Linked DNA regions of Gossypium hirsutum: all the other regions are linked to region 2. The links are chromatin contacts, called in public Hi-C maps. All regions are on one chromosome and are shown on one strand. The core of a region is the stretch at or near the end of the contact, and the rest is flanking DNA. Distances in the headings are between cores, read along the strand shown.

Region 1 (3,172 bases), core at 666-3,165, 130 kb before region 2:
CTTCTGTTTTTATATATATTATTTTATTTCCATAATTTTTACATTCATATATATACGCCTATATACATACGTTTTTATATATGTTCTTTTTTATTATTATTTTTCTAACTTTTATATACTATATATTTTATATATTTATATATAATTATACATTTCTTTTATTTTGTAAATATATACCCATGTGCATACTCTTATACTTTTATTTTATTTTCACGATTTTCATAAACATATATACACGTTTTTTTATTTATTAGTTTTTTGCTTGATATTTTCCATTACTTTTTATATATATACTTATATATGTATGTTAAATATATGCATACACATATTTTTAATTTTTACTTTTATGTGCTTGTATATATATATATTTTTGTAAATACATATATACACAATTTAAATTAAAATATTTGTTTCATATCGTACATTGACTTTCAACATACCCTTTGGAAAATATATTTTGGTTTTTTCAATATATCAAAATCATTTTTCTCTTGATTCAAAGTTTTTTTTTTGAATAAAAGCTATATTCAAAGTTTGGAATTTTCGAGGAAATTGAGCCTTAACGTATTGGGTTCCGATTTTCTTTGTTGATATTAAATAACCGAGAATATTCTTTATTCAAAATGCATGAGTACAAAAAATCATTTTTGGAAACTTAACTTGTTGTGTCCTAATGTATTAGGCCTGTCATATTACCTTCTCAAAATGAAGATTTTCGCATAAAACCAAAGTGATATTCAAAGTTTGAGAATTTTGAGAAATTGTACCCTAACGTATTGGGACTCGATTTCTTTACATGACTTGAACAATTGATTATCCTTTTCAGATTTCATTATTTGAATTGTTTTAAATTCTTTTTAACCATCGACACTAAGACATTAAATAATCAATTTAGTACCGATTTTGGGCGTTACGAGGGTGCTAACCCTTCCTCGTACGTAACTGACTCCCGAACTCGTTTTCTCAAAATTCGTAGACCAAAATAATTTTTAAGGTGAGCCGATCACACCTTAATAAAGGATCGGTGGCGACTCCAGTTTTGTTATTTTTAAATCGACAATTAAATTTTTATTTTCAAAAAGGTGGTTTCGACATTTACTATTAAATGTTGACTTGATTAACAGAGATTCAAATAATGAATCGTAGTATGTCATGTATATTTCATGTGGACGTGAAAAGATTAATTCAAGTAAATTAAATTAAATTTTTAATAGAATTATCAATTTATTTTGTTATGAAATAATTTATTTATTTTTTAAATAAACGAATTCTAATTCTAATTCTAATTCTAATAGAAAGAACGCGAATCATATGTTGATTTGTATATATAATATATCCTTTGTATTTGGTCACATTCCCCATACGGTAATTGAGTGAGTGCCCTCCTTTCCTATAAATCACAAATGACTCTGCCATCACCCATGTTCACCACTCAAGAATCCAAGGCGCACCCCAACTATTTCCGTTAAGGCTCTCAACACACACTCTTACAATATACAGAATTGTGTTATGGGCTTTTATGGATGAAGCTCATGATGTAATAACAAATGACTTCATTGAGCACCTCCCATCTCGCACCCAGAAAGACATGTTAGTGACCTAACCAACTGGGCTTAATTTGTTTTTTCTTTTAATTCCCAAAACTATAAGAACTTTCTTGATTCCTGAAACGGGTACAGAATAAAGTTGTGCGTTAGTTTGAATCACATGGTCATGGTGGGAAAGAAAACATTGAACAACAAACAACTAGCCGAAACCTTGTAGGCAGATTAGAATATGACAGTAAAGCAATGTGTCTCTGACTTCAACGCCGTGCAAATGACAGCCATGAATTTGGACTAGGATAACGACACACTTGAAACTGCACATGGCATCGCACGACTTCATTTCATATCTATTTTCAAAATTAAATTAGAGGAGAAGCCAAATCTAGTATTATGGTGCATGTGAAATCTGCTCCTACGATAACTTATCTGCCAATATGATACAACCCAGAAAAACGATAGGACGGCTCAACTTTTTTGCTTTTTTTATTGGATAAGGCTATCATCAAAACCCACTTTCTCTTTTCTTTTTTTCAATTACCAATTCCGCATTTTCCTTAAATTTAGCTAAAAAAAAAGTACAATGATAAATTTAGTTCTTGATGTTTATATTTTTTGTCAAATTGGCTCATTCTTTTGGTCATTGGGAGTCAAATTGTTTTTCTTTAACAAAAACGCTAATTAAACATCTATTTTTTAACAATGCTAACGTGGCAACGCACATATCAATTCACGTGCACTTTATGCGAACATAGTACTATTTGTCTTGATGTCATGTTAACAGTAATTTACAATTTATTAAAAAAAAGCTCAAAAAAATTATAAAAAGCTCATAAAAATTCAAAACAATTAACATGAAGTACATGTAGATTGCCATGTAGACTACCATGTTTAAAATTTTAATATTTTAGTTAGTATTTCTATTAAAAAAATCAATTCGACACTTTTTTCGAAATGTTGATGATCAAAATTGACTATTTTAAAAGGTTGAGGGTCAAATTTAGTTGCAATAAAAAAAATAAAAAATGTAAACATTAAGGGTGTGCTTGGTTGGGTGAAAAAGTGGAGGGATGGGAGGAGTGAATGGAAAAGTGGAAAGAAAATAAATTTTAAATGTATTTGGTTGAGAAGAAAAGTGAGAGAAAAAAAAAAGAAAAGAAAAGAGCTGATCATTTTCCATCCTATAAAAATCAATCCTTTCAAATCGGAATGATGAGAGGAGAGAAAATAAGAGAGATATGCATGTTAATTCAAAATGATGTATTTTTCAAATGTTTTATTTTCTTTCCTTTCATTTTTCAACTCTACCATTTCTTTCCAATTTCTCATCTCTCCTACCAAGCATAGCTACGAAAAGAAAAATTATGTTTTCCATCCTTCTAATTTTCTACCATTACAAATTTTCATCATTCCAATTTTCTTTCCATCCTACCGATCAAAGTTTTAGGGCTAAATTTAACATTATCCCAAAAAAAAACACCAACAAAAGAACTTTTCTATTTGTTTGAGTCGTTTTGTTTTAGGAATATTATAAAATATAATTATATTGATTAACACAATATATCTAAAATAAGACCATACTGTCACAACATAAAACTTAAACTAAAAATAAAATGTAGTGAGAATGC
Region 2 (3,210 bases), core at 123-2,622:
ATCATTTTTTTTATTACGCTTAGTCGGCCAATTATTGATATTTTTAGGCCCTATCTAAAATAATAAAATGTAAGTTTAGATTCCTTAAAAGTTAGATAAATTTTTTTTTTAGTCTTTTAAAAGTTGATAAAAAAAATTTGGGTCCTTAAAAGCTAAAAAATATATATATATATATATATGAGGGGACTGAAAAATAATATTTTAGACCCCTAGGGTGCGCTAAGTGTTACCTATACTAAGTATGGTAGTTTTCCGCCCTCCATTCGTTGCTAATCTCTTCACAAAGATTTTAATCAACTCTGAATATTTATAATAATGCCCGCTTAAATCTATGTTATATCTTAACAAATTATATTTCTGTTCATCTTCTCTAATCTCTAAACAGCCTTTTCATATCAACTCTTGCATCATTTTATTCACAATAATGATGTGCTAACAATACAAATATTACTCTTAAGGTCCCTTCTATAGTTACCAATTCTTGCATAAGCTTACTAATTGTTTGTCGTTGATCTTCTGTCCTAATTTATTTAGGGCTTCAAGATAATTGAACCATATTTTTCTTAACAAATATAAAAATATATAACAAACAACATATTTTAAATGTCTAACATTTAGTTTTTTTATTATTTGATATGACTATATTAAATACTTTAGAAATAACCTTTTTTTTCTCGTATATATATGTAATAGCAAAATATAAGAGTTTGCTACAGTGTACAGGTTACCAACTTTAAAGTTGGCACCTTCAGGTCCAACTTCCACTCAATTTTTTCCACATTGAAAGTCGTATGCTAGAGGTAACGACATTCACTTATTCTCTCAATGAACATATCAAAAGATGTAAAAATATCAAAAGTGATCCCTTAATATTTATCAAATCCATCACATTCGATTGCTCACTTGTCTGGTCCCAAACAATTTTACCCTGCTAAACTCTTCCTCGCAATCTCCTTTAAGATTCCCAAGTCAAACAGACGATGTCAATTGCTCTCATTTTCATTGCTTTCTACACCTTTACAGGAACCGCTACCACCAGCCACCCATACATTTTGTGTTGTAATAAAATCATTGGATAGGGTCATGACTGATGTGGTAAGAAGAGCTTAACTAATAATTTCTCTTAAAACCAATAAATAAATAAGTAATGAAAATCAATTAATTTAATGTTGGAGTTTGAAAAATAAAATTTTAAGTAAGGAATATGAAAATGAATTAAACAAGATTGTGGGGTGGAGTGAATTATAGCGGAGTTGAAGCATGAAAGTTAGGGGCCCGTTTGAACAAGTGCAGTGTGTACGTAGGTGCAGTCGCAGAGGTGCTGGGTGGAGAGTGGAAGCCACGCCTCAACATGATTCGAACCTGTCTCACTAAACAAAGGGTGGTCCACTCTGCTACCCACTCTCCATCCTCATCCCATCATTTTACCTACATACACCACTACCTCTCTCTCTCTCACTGCATTTCATATTAGAGGTCACCAAGCCAACAGTGTACGATCCTTCATGGATGATTGATTTGAATGAATTTCAGATTTTTAGTATATATTGATATTGTGATTTTATAGTAGTAGTTCATATTCTAAAAAAGAAAAATAGTGGTACAAGGATACATCACTCGTCTCGGGTTGAGGGCTGGGGTCACAGAAATTGCCCGTGATCAAATTTTAAAATAGTATTGAAAGATCTAAAACTGATGCAGTATAATATTATAATAAACAAGATTTATACGCATGTCAATACAATATAAGGAGTGGACTACTTTTGATGCCGGGCAAGAGAAAGGGCCGGCTGCCCCTCTCTGTTTCCAGTTTTTGTTTATTTATCCCCAAAATCACCCACGTGTCCTTGCATGTGACTTTGGGAAAAACACTTGCCTACCTATACCATTATAAAATGCATACCTCCAACAAAAATGATGCATATAGTTTTAGCTACCTACGGAGGAGGGGTGGCAAAACAAAAGCAAAAGGCATCGGAGGTCGGAAATAATGAATGTAAAATTCCAGAAGGGATCTTTGCAAGTTGATGAAATTATTATTATGATTAAGAAGAAAAGAAAACATGGCGCATCACATGGAGATTGGAAGTTCCCAAAAATATGTGGTGAAGAAGTGGGTGTTGGCACTGCCAAAATCTCCCACTTATATAATTCCTCACTCATTTCTACATTTAATTTCTCATCTCTATAACTCTATTCTGAAATTGCATTTACTTGTATCGATGGGTTTTAATACATCAACATGAGTATATATATTAAAATATCCTTTTTTTTATGCATTTTTCATCTATTTGGAGTACAAAATTAAATGAATATTAATGTGTTTAAAAAAAATATGATAATTGAGTTAGCTATCACTTGAGAAAAAAAAAAGATTTAAAACCTTTTGAAAAAGAAAAATTGAATATATTTAAAAGCGTTTAAGCCTTACTTAAACTTTGCTTAAGTATGATTTTAAGAATACAATTTTCTGCGGTACATTCAAAATTACTTTTACAATCTGCTATGCATAAATTTTAATTTGTTTTTTTTTTTTGAATGATGGATTGTGATAACTATAGTACAACTATAATTATAAATTAATATAAAAATATTGAATGAATAATAGAAAAGAATTAAACAAAAACGAAAAAAAAAAACCAAACGAAGACATGTATGCAGTTGAATATTAAAAACAATCCACATATGGCGTAAAATATTAAAAAAGCCCAATACTTTAGTATAATTAACAAATTGGCGTAAGATTGAGTGGTAAATCGTGTTTTGCCTAACTTGGCCCACGGTGGGTATAACCGTAGAGCACGAGTTTTATGAGAAATAATCTTAGGGTTCTCGGATTCCCTTAGCCTATATTATATGGAATTCACTAATTCAACATAAATAATTCTAAAAATGTACTTTTCCTATTACGATAACAGTTAATTATTTCTTTCGCTCTTGAATTTTTTTAATTAAATTGAAATTTAATATTTTTAATAATTTAATCTTTTAAATATTCATAATGATATTTACTACATAAGACTTTTTTTATAAAACAGTATGAAAAATGATAAGTAGATATCACTTATTAGAGAATAAATTTATTTATTTTATTCTATTTCATTTAAGATTATATTATCTTTTATTAAACAATCTAACTATAATTCATATTTAATTTTATATAATACACCAAACATATTTTATAACTTAAATTCAACATTTATTTTTCGA
Region 3 (3,338 bases), core at 198-2,697, 64 kb before region 2:
ATTTTGTGTGCATGGAGGTGTTAGCGTAGTGACATTTTGGATTGTGATGATTAGTATTTTTGTATCGACCCGTTAACGGGTTTATCTGTTGAGTATTCTGTGTGTAATTTGGATGCTTTGACTGTTACGTTTGTTTGGGACATTGGTTTCGAGTTTGCTTTCTGTTTTTGTGTATCTTTGTAAGTACTTTTCGTTATCGAACTACTATTTAGTTTCTGATCTGTAATTTCGTTGTTAGATACGTTTTGAACTCACACTGAGCTCGTGTAGCTCAACCCCTTAGTGTTTCCCCTTCCAGGTACATTTCTGTTTTCTAATGTTAGACTCAGCATGCCGGAGGTCTTAGAAGGATATGTTTTAAAATGAGCCATTTGGTTCCTTCCCCAATTTTTAAGTCTTGTTAGATTGTTTTGGTTTGTATTAATTTTAAGAACTGCGAAAAAAGGGTTTTATGCGGATTTCTGCATAATGCTATTTTAGATTGAATTTGTTTTTTTTAACTACGGAATTAAGTTTCCGAACGCTTTAATGCATCTTGAGAATTTTTTATTTAAAATGATTAAACGTTTGTGAAATTATTTTCGATCACTTCGATGATCAATGTAACCTCTAAGATTCGGTCCAAACTTCTAGGCTAGGTTATAAGGTGTTACACCCACGACTGCAGCAGGAGTAGGCAACCACCGATTGACATCTTATCCGGTTTCGTCACCTGACACAAATCTTGGTACAACGTGGCCAACACGATTGATCCCTAACTCAGTCGTGTGTATTCTTTGAAGTCAGCTAGGTTTAGTAGCCACCAGCGTACCAAAATTTAAGATTTATCATGCATTAAAATGCCCCCAATTAACCTCAGATGAATGCTCGGGCACATTGTTCTTTGATGACGTTGATCGCGTTCGGAGGAAGCTCTTTGAAATTGGTTTCCAACCACTTCATCTATATTCGACCACCTTGAAACTTGTTCAGGATCTTTCCCAAAAATGCCTCACAAAGGTTCTCTTTATCGGGAATGATCGTTGACCCCGTGATGATTGACCTATCCACCGATAAATCGAGTTGCAAAGCCATGGTATTTGTAGAACATCTTTCCAAGCTAAAATTGAGAGAGTTGGATTTGAGAGAAAAAAAATTAAAATTGCATGGTATTTGTAGAAAAAAATTACCGTTGGAGCCCTTTAAATCTTTTTACCGTTGCAAGCCAACGTTCAAAAAGCCGCTGGAATTAATTGTTGACGGATGAGCTTTTTGTATAACTGATAGGAAAACGCGTTTAACTGATCACGTTTTCCATTTCTCTTCTAAAGAACGACCTGTTTCCCTAAATTAGAAAAATTACCTAAAAAAACTAAATAAAAAATTGACATATATGACTAATTTAATGGAAAAATCTTGAAAGAAACTTTATTTATAAAAATAAAACAAATTGAATATTATTGTTGTAGAAAGAAAGAGGAGGAGAATATGGCGGTTGCGAACGAATAGGTGGCTTGGTGGGCAAGGAGCGATGAACGCGTAAATATACCCAAATGCTAACTCTATACGGAAATAACAACTTCCTTATATATATATACAGTGCAACCCTACGGCAAGAGAGAGAAAGAAACCCTTTTCCTGCCTCCCCTCTATAAGGCTCATATACCACCTCAACCTGAATTACCCTAATCATTTTCCTTGTTTTGTTCCTCTATTAAATACCCCCAAACGCTTCCCACACCTTCTACCTACAACCACTAAAATTCCTCTCCTTTTTTCGTCGAAATCTGCGTCCCAGAACTTCTTTTTTTTCTGGCTCTTTTTCCCTTTTTGTTGGAATCAAACCATTGATCTTTTGGTATTTTTGTGAATGGTGGAAACAATTTGGAGCTGTAGTATATTGATGCTCTCCCTTTGCAAATCGAGGGCGAGCACTCTCCTTCCTCTTTCCGCTGCTTCTGCTTTCGCATTCGGTTCTTGCAAAGAAGGCTGGTACTACCGCTGCCTTGGCCTTGACCCATAAACAACCCCACCTCAATACCTCTATTCCTTTCCACCAATAACCCAGATTTGGTTTTTTTTTTGTTATACGCCCCACAAAATAACAAAACAAACCCTTGTTTCTCTTTTCTCGGTTGTTGGTGAATTATTCATTCGCCTGTTTTTGGTTTTGATTCTTTTTCATTTTGAATTTTGAACAAAATTTTTTTGAAAGAATGTTGCTTTACAAGCAGAAGAAGAGCCAGGGTCCCAAGGGCAACAGGCTCTTGATTAGCGTCACTGTTCTCGGAAGTGCTGGGCCGATCCGTTTTGTTGTTAACGAGGAAGAGCTCGTTGCTGCCGTCATTGATACTGCTTTGAAATCCTACGCTCGTGAGGGTCGGCTTCCTGTTCTCGGATCCAATCTTAATGATTTCCTCCTTTATTGCCCCAGTGCTGGATCAGATGGTATGTCGGTTTTCATTTCAATCTTTAAAGATTAAAAATTTCCAGGATTTGCTTATTTGATGTTAAATGGTGTTTTATTTGGGAAAATTAGTAGTATTCATGATTTTGGGTGTTTGGTATGTTTTTTCATTGCAGCACTAAGTCCATGGGAGACAATTGGATCACAAGGGGCAAGGAATTTCATGCTGTGCAAGAAGCAAAGGACTGAGAAAGTGAAAGACGACGGGAAGGCAGCTGAATCAATTAATAGGAAGGCAAGTGGGAATTGGAAGGCATGGTTTAATAAATCCCTCAATCTCAAGATTTCCTCCCATTAATTAAATAATTCCCAACCCTTTATGATCCTATATTTCTTGGGTTAGCTTTATTTATAAATAAAGCATTGAAAGTTAGTCTATTATCATTAATGGCCATGGTAGAGTGTTGCTTATGTTTTTCACCTTATTTCTCATTTAGGTGAGAAAAGACCTGCAGGAATAAATTGGAACTTGTTTTTCAGTATTTTGCCTTATGCGATAAGAATGAAGAGAACATTCATGGTGTGCTTGATTTTCCATTTCTGTCTTTGAAAGTGTTGCGTTCTATTGTTGAATGGCTTTTGATGGATGATTCTATTAATCTCATACTCTACGTAAGGTTTGGCTTACACCCAGTGTTCAAAAAGTTGTTCTGAATTGTCCATAAACATGTATTTTCAGTAGCTTATATCCATTGCTTGAAATGTTCTTCTGACTTGCCCTTAATATTGCAAGTTGCTTTCAAGGATTTTGATTTGGGAATTGGATATGGCTAGAAATATATAGGACATGATGGATGGACTGAATCATTCAGACTATGACCAATTTAAGAATTCTATTCAACATTATCGCCTGATGGATGCTTATTCTTAGGAATTGGTTCTTTTTATTGAA

Evidence for each region. A called contact is a pair of places that touch in the nucleus more often than the background predicts.
Region 1: a contact with region 2 is called in a Hi-C map of leaf, with 1.8 times the contacts expected there. The contact joins two enhancer-like sites. A contact is called at or near these places in 4 of 34 Hi-C or Micro-C datasets (hypocotyl and leaf).
Region 3: a Hi-C map of leaf shows a contact between it and region 2, with 2.2 times the contacts expected there. The contact joins the promoter of LOC121213668 here to the enhancer-like site in region 2. A contact is called at or near these places in 16 of 34 Hi-C or Micro-C datasets (anther, cotyledon, fibers and 3 more).

Annotation. Positions count from the first base shown.
Region 1 is chrD01:46,674,409-46,677,580 of Gossypium_hirsutum_v2.1, reverse strand. No RefSeq gene overlaps it. Among protein-coding and RNA genes, the nearest start is that of LOC107916887, 39 kb to the left of the region's middle. Within about 2 kb of position 1,915, at least 3 of the 9 cell types and tissues checked have an H3K27ac peak or open chromatin away from gene starts, as enhancers often do. A contact at or near this core is called in leaf, where this site is marked.
Region 2 is chrD01:46,547,858-46,551,067 of Gossypium_hirsutum_v2.1, reverse strand. No RefSeq gene overlaps it. Among protein-coding and RNA genes, the nearest start is that of LOC107944529, 31 kb to the left of the region's middle. Within about 2 kb of position 1,372, at least 3 of the 9 cell types and tissues checked have an H3K27ac peak or open chromatin away from gene starts, as enhancers often do. A contact at or near this core is called in hypocotyl and leaf, where this site is marked.
Region 3 is chrD01:46,612,230-46,615,567 of Gossypium_hirsutum_v2.1, reverse strand. It overlaps LOC121213668, which reads left to right and starts at 1,447. Exons shown (of 2, transcript XM_041086550.1): 1 at 1,447-2,427; 2 at 2,563-2,925. The coding sequence starts at 2,196. The coding sequence ends at 2,744.